Linked DNA regions of Pan troglodytes: region 1 is linked to region 2. A link is a contact called in public HiChIP or PLAC-seq data. All regions are on one chromosome and are shown on one strand. The core of a region is the stretch at or near the end of the contact, and the rest is flanking DNA. Distances in the headings are between cores, read along the strand shown. Region 1 holds the start of EML4 (EMAP like 4). Region 2 holds the start of COX7A2L (cytochrome c oxidase subunit 7A2 like).

The links. HiChIP or PLAC-seq counts read pairs in DNA pulled down with a chosen protein or histone mark.
Region 1: an H3K4me3 HiChIP or PLAC-seq map of stem cell-derived excitatory neurons shows a contact between it and region 2, with 4 times the contacts expected there. The contact joins the promoter of EML4 here to the promoter of COX7A2L in region 2. A contact is called at or near these places in 1 of 7 Hi-C or Micro-C datasets (stem cell-derived neural progenitor cells) and 1 of 1 datasets of contacts at active chromatin or transcription factors (stem cell-derived excitatory neurons).

Annotation. Positions count from the first base shown.
Region 1 is chr12:80,546,919-80,553,029 of NHGRI_mPanTro3-v2.0_pri, reverse strand. EML4 (EMAP like 4) reads left to right here and starts at 2,709. Exons shown (of 23, transcript XM_016948426.4): 1 at 2,709-3,031. The coding sequence starts at 3,007. LOC134807927 (a long non-coding RNA gene) reads right to left here and starts at 3,698. Exons shown (of 3, transcript XR_010149569.1): 1 at 3,365-3,698.
Region 2 is chr12:80,353,869-80,360,487 of NHGRI_mPanTro3-v2.0_pri, reverse strand. COX7A2L (cytochrome c oxidase subunit 7A2 like) reads right to left here and starts at 4,813. Exons shown (of 3, transcript XM_009442392.5): 1 at 4,055-4,813. The coding sequence starts at 4,126.

The DNA.
Region 1 (6,111 bases), core at 1,460-3,959, 190 kb before region 2:
CATGCTAATTGCTTGAACCCGGGAAGCGGAGGTTGCCGTGAGCTGAGATCGTGCCACTGCACTCCAGCCTGGGCAACAGAGTGAGACCCTGTTTCAAAAACCAAAACCATAAAGGGAATGTTCTAAGTTTTTATTATTTGATATAGCTATATTTAGCCTTTTCCAATAACTGGGATCCTGAAAAACGGCACATATTTTGCATTTGCCTGAATTAAGTTATACTTAAGGAGCTCAAAGAGGCAATGGAACTCCACATTGAAAATAATCTAAAGATAAATCCTTTGTTAAGGTGAATAACCAAAATAACCCTCCAGTAATTCGTAACTGTTTAGAACCTTTGTATTTGTGTGTGTGTTTGATGATAATGTTCAGCTATGGTTTCACTTTTGAAAGATGTATGTTAAATTTTATTTTATCATAGTAGTATTAGAGGCTTAGATTGCAAGATCTACTTTGATAAATATAAAACAAAAATTCTGGCTGCTTTAAAACTGTCAGGCACTGGTTGTTGAAACAATGTATTCAGATTGACTAATTTTCAGAATTCTTCTATGTTTGTTCATTATTCAATAAATATTTATCAAAAAGCTGTTCTGTAATATGCACTAAGTATATAATAGAGAGCAAAAACAGGTACAAAATAAGAGCTGCTAATACCTACTGAGCACTTATAACATATTGTGCCCTGTTTTAAGTGCTTTACATATATTACCTCATAGCATCCTCTCAAAAACTCTAAGAAGTAGAAGTGTTATCATCTCCATTTTGCAGTCAATAAAATGGAGGCCCAGAGAGGTTAGGTAATTTGTCCAGTGTTTCATAGCTAGTACATGATGAGTTGGGATGTGAATCTGGGCAGCATGATTCCAGAGTCTGTACTCTTAACTGCTGGGATATACTAACTCTCCTATATTTTAACAGCTTTCCTTGTAGTATACAGTATAATGAATGAGATGCTTATTGAATAAATCATTCAAGCAAATGAAAAATTTTAACTCTGATGAATGCCACGAAGGGGAGTGTGGCAGAAACCAGGGAGCTGTTACCAAAATATGTCTCTTTTCCTTCTGGATACACAGACTACATTCCTAGCCTCCCTTGCAGTCATGTGACCAAGTTCTGGCCAGTGGAATGTGGACAAAAGGGAGGTACACACTTCCAGGTCTGGACCATAAAACATATGTATACCAATATGCCAAGTTCTTATTCTTTTAATCGACCTAAGGCAGAGAGTGTGGCCTGAAGACACAAAGGAACAGCTGTCAGAATTGAGAACTTCTCAAACATTTACTTAGGCTTAATAGAAACTTACACATATGAAAATGCCCATAGCAGAAGGAACATTGGGTAAATCATTTAAGTTTGAAGAGAAGGAAATTTTAGACACCGTTTAGTCTGTAACCTGAATTTATCTTGGCTGCGTTATGGCCAGTCTCCATATAGTATGGTATTCAGAAGAAATACAGGTCTTATATCCAAATAAGAAATGCAAAGTAATTTACATTTTTAGGGAAGATTTTTAAAGAGGCAACAAAGGGAGACGTATACCCCAAGAAGGTTTAACAATCCTTTCAATCATTTAATTCCTCTAAGTCTCTCTCATCATTACATATTTCTTGTCTCCCTTCTTGTTTGTCCCTCTCTCCTGCAACTCTGTGTCGTAGGACTCTGTTTTCCCCTAACTCAGCTTTTTATTATATATTTATCAATTTATTATGTATAGATCAATTCAGTTCTTCAGTACCTTACAGCTCTTCTCTCTCTTACTCTAATCTGCACAACTGAGCCCCAGGAGGGACTTGACAAACCATGAGAAAGTCTTCAGAAGTATGGGAAATCGTGTTGGGGAAGGGAGGAAGAATATGAACGCTATGTATATTTACATGTTTTGGTTACATGTCCAGACAACCAATTTGCAAATGAATAAAGTGAGGCCTAAATAAATTAGGTGATTTGAAACTCTTGAGTCATACGGAGTTGGGCCTAGAACTCAGTGGTACTTCATTTGAAACAACCCTTATTATGGTTCCCTAGCAGGCCATCCTATAGCCTGCCATATATGGTCGTTTTGCACCCCTAGACGACAGAACGCTAGGGAGAGTAAGGAAGGCTGAGTATTTGCTTCTACTAGGTTGGATGACCTTGGGCAGGTTGTCCTCTCTAAGGCTCTGTGTTTTTCTTCATAAGAAGGGTTAGACAAGATCAACTTTTGGGTCATGTCCAGCACTAAAATTCCTTGCTTCTGATCTGTCCCGGGCCCTGCGGCTGTGGCAGTGGTGGTATCGAGCTAGTCAAGAAGCTTCGCCCCTATTTGTCCCCCACCCTACTGGGGGAGAGGGAGAACCTCTCCCTCTTGGTTGCTTCTTTAGTGTCCTTGTAGGACCCACGTGGTGGTCATCTCCCGTCAGGGGTGTCCAGACTTGGCTCTGCAGGCTTCCCAGGGGCCACATAGGGAGAGGATCCTTCATGCATCAGAGTATCGCAGGCCAGAGTCTATGCCTTATCCCCACCTGTTTGGAACCAGCTTCCAAACCGTGGTCCCCAGCCTTCAGCAGGCCTACCGCGCAGGCGCAACCACCAGCCTGGCGCGAGGCGGACAAACGCCGAGGCCGAGGCAAGGTGAGAGGGCGGGGCTGGCAAGACCCCGCCTCCGTGGCGTCACGTGGGAGGCGGAGTCGGAAGTGTGACGACGTGCGCGGGGCGGGGCTACTGCTGCGCGCGGGCGCGGGGGCGGGGCGCGGCGCGGCGCGGCGCTCGCGGCTGCTGCCTGGGAGGGAGGCCGGGCAGGCGGCTGAGCGGCGCGGCTCTCAACCTGACGGGGAAGTGGTTCGGGCGGCCGCGGCTTACTACCCCAGGGCGAACGGACGGACGACGGAGGCGGGAGCCGGTAGCCGAGCCGGGCGACCTAGAGAGCGAGCGGGTCAGGCTCAGCGTCGGCCACTCTGTCGGTCCGCTGAATGAAGTGCCCGCCCCTCTGAGCCCGGAGCCCGGCGCTTTCCCCGCAAGATGGACGGTTTCGCCGGCAGTCTCGGTGAGTACGGCTGGGGAGTCCTGCCTCTTCTGCGAAGGGTAGGAACTTTTTTCCTTCCGCACACAGCCCAGGCCCTGCCCTCCCGCCTGCCCCTCGGGGTGGCAGCGGCTCCACTGCACATGTTCCCTTCGAGGCTGCCGCCCCTCCGCGGACTCCGGTGGACTGAGGGCCCCTCCCCCATGTCCAACTCTCCTCTGTGCCAGACCCTCCTTTCCTCCCGGAGCCCCTTTCAGTGCGGGGCCCTCGTTCCCCCAAAGTGGGAACCCCTTCCCTCTCAGGCCCCCCAATAGCTGGCACACCCCTCCCCGTACACTCACGGCTCCCTCCACTTACCCCCCTTCAGAGTTGGGACACTTCTTCAAATCCAGGCTCCTCTTCAGGGTACAACGTTCCACCACCTTTCCACATACACGCCTCTCTTTCAGGGTGGGGATCGCCTTCACCCGAACAGAGGCTCGTTTTTAGGGGAGGGACCCTCATTCCCTCTTCAGGAAGGGGGCATCCCCCGCCCCCAAGTCTTCACTTTAGATTTGAAGGCGACTTTCCAGTATCCTTAAGAGTAGTAGGCAACTTCCTTTTCACTCCCTCCACTTCTCTGAGCATTTTGCAGTGGTGGAGAGACCTAGAAGCATCGGAGCATCATTTGCTTAATGCAGGAAAGGAAGAGGTGCATCTGTGTTGGGGGACCCTCTTTAAGAGTGAAAGCAGAAGTGTTTTCTGGCTCTGCATGCATGCTGGGGAGAAGTGATTCTGCCCAATGAATCAATAGGAAAGGGGGCCTCTATCAGGGAAGGAAAGGATTCTCCATTTTTGGAAGATGTTGTCTTTGTGGAATGGAGAAAGGGAAGAGGTTATTAAATAGGCTGAAGTGCCTTTTCAGTGTTCCTTTCACCAGATGAAGGTAATCTTCTGGCTAGGAAAATCAAAACTCCAGGCTAGTATTCGCTGCCCTAGAAGCTGAATCTGGAATTACTATTCTTCGAGGCCATTGAAATCTAGTAAAAGATTAAGTTAAACTGTTAGAATGGTGAGAGAAACAGTTTCAGCTCTGGCTGATAACGCAGTTATGTGATACCTACTGCTGGAACTGTATTTTGAGTTTTTTATGTGCAGGTAGCTTGTATTCAGACGCCTTTCTTTTACATTTATTGATAATAAGTCTCTACTTGGTTAATGTTCACTGATCAGTGAGCAATCTGGCCATAGGCCGTACTATATCCAGATAATATCGAGATGAGATGGATTTTTAAAATCTAAAGTAAAAAAGTAAGTCAAAGAGCAATGGGCCTATTATAGATATTAAATAGTAAAACCTATAATTTTGGCCTTCCCTTTTTCTTGGGCAGAAAAAATTGTCGTTATATTGCTTTCAGAGTGGAAATCCTAAAATAGGAGGCAACTGAGTGTTGTGTTACTCTTTCCTCCTCAAAGGCACCTGTTGTCCATTATCTAACCTTTGATGTCTTGTAATTCCTTACTTAGGTTGGGCTCTTTTTAGAGAGACATCCATTTTTCCCTGGTTCTTTTTTAGCTCCATGCGTTGGTTTATTCACAGTAAATGTTGGACCGAAAAACTTGTCCTATATGTCCGCTGAAGGGCTGATCATATACTAAAGTAAAAATTGAGTGTCTTTTTAGGGGATGTTGTGGAGAGCTGTGCTATCTTTATACTGTATTGGGTCCTCATCCTGTAGGAATGGTGAGATCACTTTAACTTCTTTCGTGTTGGCTCTAAAGATTTCTGGAGGGCTTGTTAAAGCTTCATCTTCTGTAAGTGTTTAGAAGGAGTCTTTCTCACCAATTGGGGCACTTAATGTTTATTTTCAAACATTGATTATGCTTTGTAATCGCTTTCTTCTTTCTTAACCAGTTTATGAGGCAAGTGATACAAAAGACCGAGAGATGAAGATGAATTGCAGTTGGGGCTCACACTTTTCATAAAGAGCGTCATTGTTGACCCTAATGTTGGATTTAAAAAATTCATTTAATGCCATGCTTTGGGTGGTATGTGATGAGACTTTTCTTTAGATATGGTGTTAATCAGGAGCAGAGGAGATATGCCTATCAGAGGAACCTGCATCTGCAGAGAGGGAAGGAAATGGTTCCTGGCAGTATTTCTGGAGCTGCTCTTGATGAAGATACTTCTCAGTGGGAGCTCTGTGCTTTCTCTTTCTGTCCCCCTTGCAAGAGTAAAACTAGGCCCCATCTTAATTGAAACCTTAAAGGGGTGGGGGAGGAGTAGTGCTGGTATATTTTACTGGTAGTCTTTAAGCGGAGCTTTGCTCAGCTCTTGCCAAATTGCTTGTTTCTGTTCTGTGCAGTTAATTAGCCTAGAGCTTAGAGTTACATTGATCTTTATTTTATCATCAGGAGAGCCATGAATATAAAGGCAAGCACTTCTACTCTAGTAGATGTTTAAAAACTTTTTTTTTTTTAAACAAACAAGAAGTCAAAACGTGAAGTTCTTCTGGGGTTACAAGTATTGAAAGCATTTATTCTCAAGGAAGTATGTGTGTATTTCCTGTTACATATTAGATACATTCTTGAAAAATGGTGAAAAAACTACATTTTTATAAGCAGAAAAATTGAGTACTTTATAAACAGAATAATTTTAGAGAAGAGATTATTTAAGAGAATCCTATGGTGACTCATTTTGTGAAGTGAAAACTTAAAATTCAAACTGTACCCTTGATTGTTGCATGTTTAGATAAGAAATCCACTGTGTTATGTGCATTTTATAAGATGTCTAATGGCAATTAAGACTAGGTAGTGGTTTTTCAAATCATAGGAATGATAGGTGATTGGCCATTTTATAAATGCCACATTGAAGTTACATGGTACTGGTTATGTTATCTTTGTTTTACATAAAAAACAAGTGAAGAATTCTTCTAATCTCCGCAGCTGATGAATTTCAGGCAACTTGGCTGGCAGGTGCTTGTACTCTGGAATTTCCCTTAGGTATTATTAATATATCTTTTAATCCACGAATTATGGTAACTTAAGGCAGCACTTTAGAAACCTTTTTTTTTTTTTTTAACTTAGGAGAGAAAAGTACTCAATTACCTTGATGTCTTGCCTCT
Region 2 (6,619 bases), core at 3,564-6,063:
TTTAGTAATTAAGTTCTTCCTAGTTTATTTCAATTGCTCCAAATTTTTAAAGAGAAAAGTAAACATGATTTTCCCTCTAAAAGTTGGTTGTAACATTTTCCTTTTCTTCTACCTCTTAGGTTTGGGGAAGAGGGTGGAGAGAAAAGATGATCCCCATAATTTTAATTTTTAAATGATAGAAATGTATGAACTTTTCCACTGTGATTTAGGACTGGAGACCAGTTTCAATCTGCAGTGACTCAATTCATTTGGCTTTTTGTTTTGTTTTGTTTATAGATAGGATCTCACACTGTCACCCACACTGGAGTGCAACGCATTGATCACAGCTCACTGCAGCCTCAAACTCCTAGGCTCAAGTGATCCTTCCGCCTCAGCCTCCTGAGTAGCTAGGACTACAAGTATGCGTCACCATACCCAGCTAATTTTTCTTATTTTTTTTTTAGAGATGGGGTCTCACTTTGCTGCCCAGGCTGGTCTCAAACTCCTGGCCTCAAGCAATTCTCCTGCCCTGGCCTCCGGAAACACTGGGATTACCAGTGTGAGCCACCGCACCTGACCTCTATTTATTTCTAACGGTAAGCTAGACATCACCACCTACCTCCATGTCCTTCTGACACCTCACACTCATCATGTCCAAAATTCACTCCTAAGCCCATTCAGGAACACCCTGTCACTGTGAAAAGCACCAATTCACCAATCATGCTGAAGCCCTCCCTCCTCATCCCCAACATCTGTCTCATCTGAAAGGATAAACTACCACAACTCTGCATCAAGTTGCTCTGCAACTTCCTACTCGTGCCTCACAAAATTAAGTCCTTACATCCTAGGCCTTTCATGATTTACCCCCATCCTCCACAGTCAAACTTACCTACTCAATGCTTCTCCTCCAGACCCCCTCCCTTCCTTCACTCTCACAGTTCCCTTTACCTAGAATACCATTCTGCCATCTTAATTGGGAGAGGAATTCCTAGATCACACAGTAAAATTACGTTTCCTTTTTTAACAAACTGCCAAACTGTTTTCCAAAGTGGCTGCGTCATTTTACCATTTCCACCACAAATGTAACATGTTTCGTTTCTCTACATCCTCACCAATACTTGTTATCATCTGTCTTTTTGATTCTAGGCATTCTGGTGGATACTAAATGGTACCTCATTGTGGTTGTGATTTGCTCTTCTCTAATAACTGAAAATGTTAAACATCTTCATGTGCTTATTGGCCTCAATTTATTTTTGACGCAATTCAGAGAAAGATAAGGAAGATGCTTTTCAACCAATGGAAAATGCCATCCCACCAACTGCTTGCTGTCAAGCTGACTTACAAATCTCTACCTCTGCGATTGTTACAGAACCACCTTTTCCATATTATGTTATTTAGTGCATGGCAAATTATTCACTTTACTTACTACTACAAATTACAAACATCTTCATCGTATGTTTCCAGGAAAGGAAAAAGCTGAAGTACTCCTAATTACCAAAGTCAGAGCACCTAGTTGGGAGGGCACCTGTCACAATCACTCAGAAATTTACAATTCATATAAAGCCTACACAGTATCACTTCTTTTCAACATAGTTTAAGAAATCTTTAAGTAACTAAGAAGTTCAAATTCTCAAGAGAAACACGATTCACGAGGAGAGGTACTAGAAATCTGAAAGCCCTATCTATATCAAACTCATCGCAAGGTAATCTCTGCTGAGCGCCCATTTTATTACAATATGCCAGTTTTTAGTCGAAAAATTTACTTTTTTCTTACTAAGCAACAAAACCTAGATTATGCTGAAGATATATTAAAAGAACATAAACCAAGTGTGGTGGTACACATCTGTAACCCCAGCCACTCAGGGGGCTGAGGTGACAGGACTGCCTGAGCCGGGGAGTTCGAGATCAGACTGTGCAACACAGCAAGAACCTGTCTCAAAAAATATTTTAAAAAAATAAATAAAAGAACATCTGCTACCACCAACAGAATAAACTGTGATATATTTATAAAATGAAATCCCACAGAAGAATAAGAGGATAAAAGGAATTAACTACTGATACGTACAACACGGACTAACCTCAAAAATATTTTTTGAGCAGCCACACACGGTGGCTCACATCTGTAATTCCAGCATTTTCAGAGGCAAAAGCAGGACGATTACTTGAGCTCAGGAGTGAAAGTCTACAGTGAACTGTGACTGTGCCATTGCACTCCAGCCTGGGTCAGAGCTGGTTCCATTTACATGAAGTTCAAAAAAAGGCAAAACTATCTATTTATGACGATAAAAGTCAGAATAGGAAGGTGGCAGGGATTGACAGAGGGTACAAGGGAACTTCCTGGGATGATGTAACATCTTGCATATTGAGGGAGGTGTGGTTATACAGTACATGGGTTTGTCCAAACTCATCAAACTGTAACATTTAATATCCATACACTGGAGAACACATTTCATAGAAGCAGATGATAGAAATGGCCATTTTCTCACATAATCTGTAAAAGAAGTGCAACACTGCTGACTATTCCTTCCTTACAAGTCATTACCAATTCGGTTTCAGTGGCACCACACTGGTTTCCGTTCTCATCCGGACTATTCTTTAAACACATTCTCCTTCTCCACCCTCCCTTCATGTTTCTATACTCTAACTATAATCCGACCTTTCTTCCCTACAAATTACCACCTATGGGCTGAAGACACCCAAGTTTATTAAACTCCATATTCAAAAATCTAGCTGCTACCAAGCATGACATATCACAAGCTCAACATTTATAAACCCTAAACTCTTCCTTCCCGTTCCCACCGCAACTCCCCCACTAACCCCCGCAAAAAAAAAAAACAAAAAAAAAACTTGCCCTTCTTATCTGAGATTCGAATCATCTGTTTTTGTTTTTAGAGACAGGATCTCACTATGTTGCCCCAGGCTGATCTCAAACTCCTGGGCTCAAGCGACCCTCGGCCTCGGCCTCCCAAAGTGCTGTGATTTACAGGCGTGAGCCACGGTACCAGACCTGAAATCTTTCTTAAACATCTGCCTCTTGGGCAAGCTGCAGTGTCCCACAGAAAAAGGAAATGAAGCAACAGTAATGGAGTATCCTTGACAGCTCATCTGGGCCCCTCACTACTGCAGTCTAACTGCGTATCTCACCGACACTTCCCACACTTCTCTAGAGGATTAGGAGGGAATATACTATCTCAGACAGCTTCTGGTGAACAGTTAACACTTATCCAGAACCAACCACCTGCCCAAACTGCTAGTCACTTGACACACTTCATTTAATGTGTACTAACGCCGCCCTGAATGAAACTGAGCACACAATAAATTAACTAACTTGGCCAAGGTCACACAATTAAAGCAGAAAACGCCATGATTTGAAAAGGCACGTCTGGGGCTCTAAAGTTCCTCATGTCTACCCCCAACACATGCTGGAGACTCAAACTCCAATTGGTAGAATCTGCGTGAAATGGAATACTTTTCAGACAACCCAAACAACGAGCATCTGTCAAATATTTTACAATCGGGAAAGTGTAACCTCGCTGCATGCAACTTCCCTCCCTGGACGTGTTAAGTAACCTGTTAAATTTCCCAATCCAGATCATAGCCCCCCCAACCCCCTGCACCATGGTTTCTCTAAACGCCTTTATCCCCGCGCTCTCTAATCTCGAGCTCAAGTGAGGCTGCCTATGGGGCTCTGGCAGATGACAAAGAAACGACAAGGAAGCCGAAAGCCAGATGTCTTCGAAGAGAGGGAGAAGGCCGGACCTCTGACTCGGGTCACACTGGGGACCCCCACAAACCATCCCTTTTAGACAAGTGACCCCGGGGGTCACCTTGACCCCTGCAGTGAGCCAGACCAAACTTCCACGCCAGGCCAGCCCCCGCCAGGTGAGCAGGTACACAAAAAGAAGCCTCAGTGACCACAGTACGCTGGTGTGGAGAGGCCCCGGGAGGTGCAAGGAGAACAGAGACGAACTCGACCGCGGGCAGAAGCCTCCCCTGGCTCCAGCGCCGCGACTGCCTGTCGCCGAGGCTAAGGCCGCCACTTCTCATGTCCGAGCTGGCCAGGCGCCACTCGTACCTGCGGGCTATAGGCCTCCGAAGCCCATGCTCCTGCCAACTTCTGCGTGAAGCCACTAAACTTGTAGTACATGACGCCCAGAGTCCGGCTTCCCGCATCCGCTGCCAACGCGACCGCCCCAAAGAAGGACCCCGCCTCCCCGGCTGTGGTCCCGAGACTCAGCGCAAGGACCCGGTGCTGGGACTAGGGCTGCCCGAAGATCGCCTAACTTAAAACCTGCACACTTAAGCCGCATTGGGGAACCAAAAGCCAGGGTTCTCAGGACCACGAAAGGCAAAACCAGCTCTAAGAGAGCACGAAAAGTCGATGTGGCGGAGTCTGTAGGAAATATGAAGTTCCCTCTTTCCCCCATTCAGATTTGGGCAGTGCCACGACAACTCAAGAAATGCGCAAGCGCCCCACGGACTAAGCCCGGCGGACAAAGCCCGGCAGTGTCGGAGTCAGGTGGAGCATGCTCTAGGAGGGGCAGGCTCTAGGCGGGGCCTGGGGGGGAGAGGGCGGTGATTGGTGGGCGTGGTCTGGGTAGGGGCGGGGCTACATCGAAGCCGGTTGGGAATTCCACCATCCGAGAGAGTCTGTGCTGCGGAGCCACCGTCTGGTCGTCGGGGTGAAGGCGTCTCTTGCTTTACCGAACTTTAACTGATCGTAGTCTCATTTATTTCCTTCCGACCTAGAGCACCTCTTATCCAGAAGCAACCACCTGCTGTTGCTCAGTCTGCCCAGGAGTATAGACTTGTCGGCCAAGCTTCCCCTGGCAACCTGGGAGTTGAAGCAAATAAGAAAATTGGGAAGCACCTGCTGAAGGCTGTTTAGTACCGAGGGCTGTTGGGAGATTTGCCCCAATAATATAAAAGTAGCCTCCTGGGCTTTGTGCAGAGGAAATACACATGCAGAGTGATCTAAAGCTCAGGTACCAGGATGTAAATGTCACACGGTTTCTCAGAACTGGTTTTTATTCTCACCTGAGTTTTAAGGTCATTGATTATTCATCCTTTTCCTGGCCTCTGCTCTTTGCGATAAATGAGGTAGGGGGAGGGTGATCAGAAACACTTGTAAAATCTGGACCTTGAGCCTGAAAGATCTGGAACTACCACTTTCAGTTCTGGTAGTATTCGCTTCAGTTCAATTTAAATATGTCTGTTAAGCCTGTGCTGTGTACAAGGTACTGTGTAAAAGGAGTATACTAGTTTCTTACTCTCCAGGGATGGACTCAGGCTTTTCTTAGCTTCATCATCTAACCATAGGTTTACACAAGCATATTCTAGATGCACTTATGAAATCATGTTGCAAATTGATGGATGATACTAACCTATATATAGCATTTCCCTAAACTCATTTAATCTTCACAACAATCCTATAAGGTAAGTGCTATTATCATCTCCATTTTAGAATACAGGAAAATGACGCCTGGAGAAGCTAAGTAACTTGCTCAGGTCAGGGATAAGTGGCAGAGCTAGGCATTTGGCTCAAGACTTCCTACTGTTAAGCACTATGTTACAAATAAATAGATATGAAGCCATTCTGAAAAGAGGAGGATCAAGGCTGAGCATTCCAGGGTGAGGGTGTACACCAGCATCCTGGTTGCAGGCCTACGTTCAAGAGCCCCAAGTATTCAGCACCGCCAATATGTTGTAAAGGTTTCAGCGAATTCAGGTAAGCCAGCCCAAAGTTGCCACTTTTACAAAGAGACATTGTGATATAATGGAAAGAATATGCAATTTGGGTTTATGTCCATATTTCTCCAAGGATAACTGGTTTGGGTCTAGTGATTTCCTTTTTTTTTTTTTTTTTTTTTTTTTAATTCTTTTTGAAACAGGGTCTCACTCTGTCCCAGGCTGGAGTACAGTGGTGTGATCTCGGCTCATTGCAGCCTTGACTTCCCAGGCTGAGGTGATTCTCCTACCTCAGTCTCCCGGGTAGCTGGAACCACAGATGCGCGCCACCACGCCTGGCTAATTTTTTGTATTTTTAGTAGAGACGGGGTTTCACCATGTTTCCCAGGCTAGTCTCAAACTCCTGGGCTCAAGTGATCTGCCAAACTCAAGACTCCCAAAATGCTGGGATTACAGGCATGAGCCACCGTGCCAGGCCCACCCCATGTTTTGATACTGAATAGATTCAGGAAGATTTTTCTACAGACAAAAAGTTCGACTACCTCAAAAGAAAATGATCCATTGACATTAGCCTTCTTGAGTCCCAGGCGCTAGCAAATATTGAGTGAAAGAAAAAGCCTTTCATAGAGTTTAGATTGAAAAGAGAAATTAAATGATTTGGGACAGCTACTGTCTCCATCCCACTGACTTCTGGACATATTTTGGAAGAAGAAACTAAAGAATATTCTCTAACTTTTAGCAGCACTAAGGTGTACCAGCTTCTTTTATAAGGTGCCTGTCAACACTGGTTATTTTCTTAAAGTTCCTGCCATCTGATTTTAGATCCTGCAAGACATAAATTAAGAATCCTGAAAATGTTACAACAGCCAGGCTGTTCAGTGGGAGATAAAATGTCAGTAGCAGAGTGTGGGTTGGGATGTCACATGGAATGGCTGATCATGGGAAGATTTTG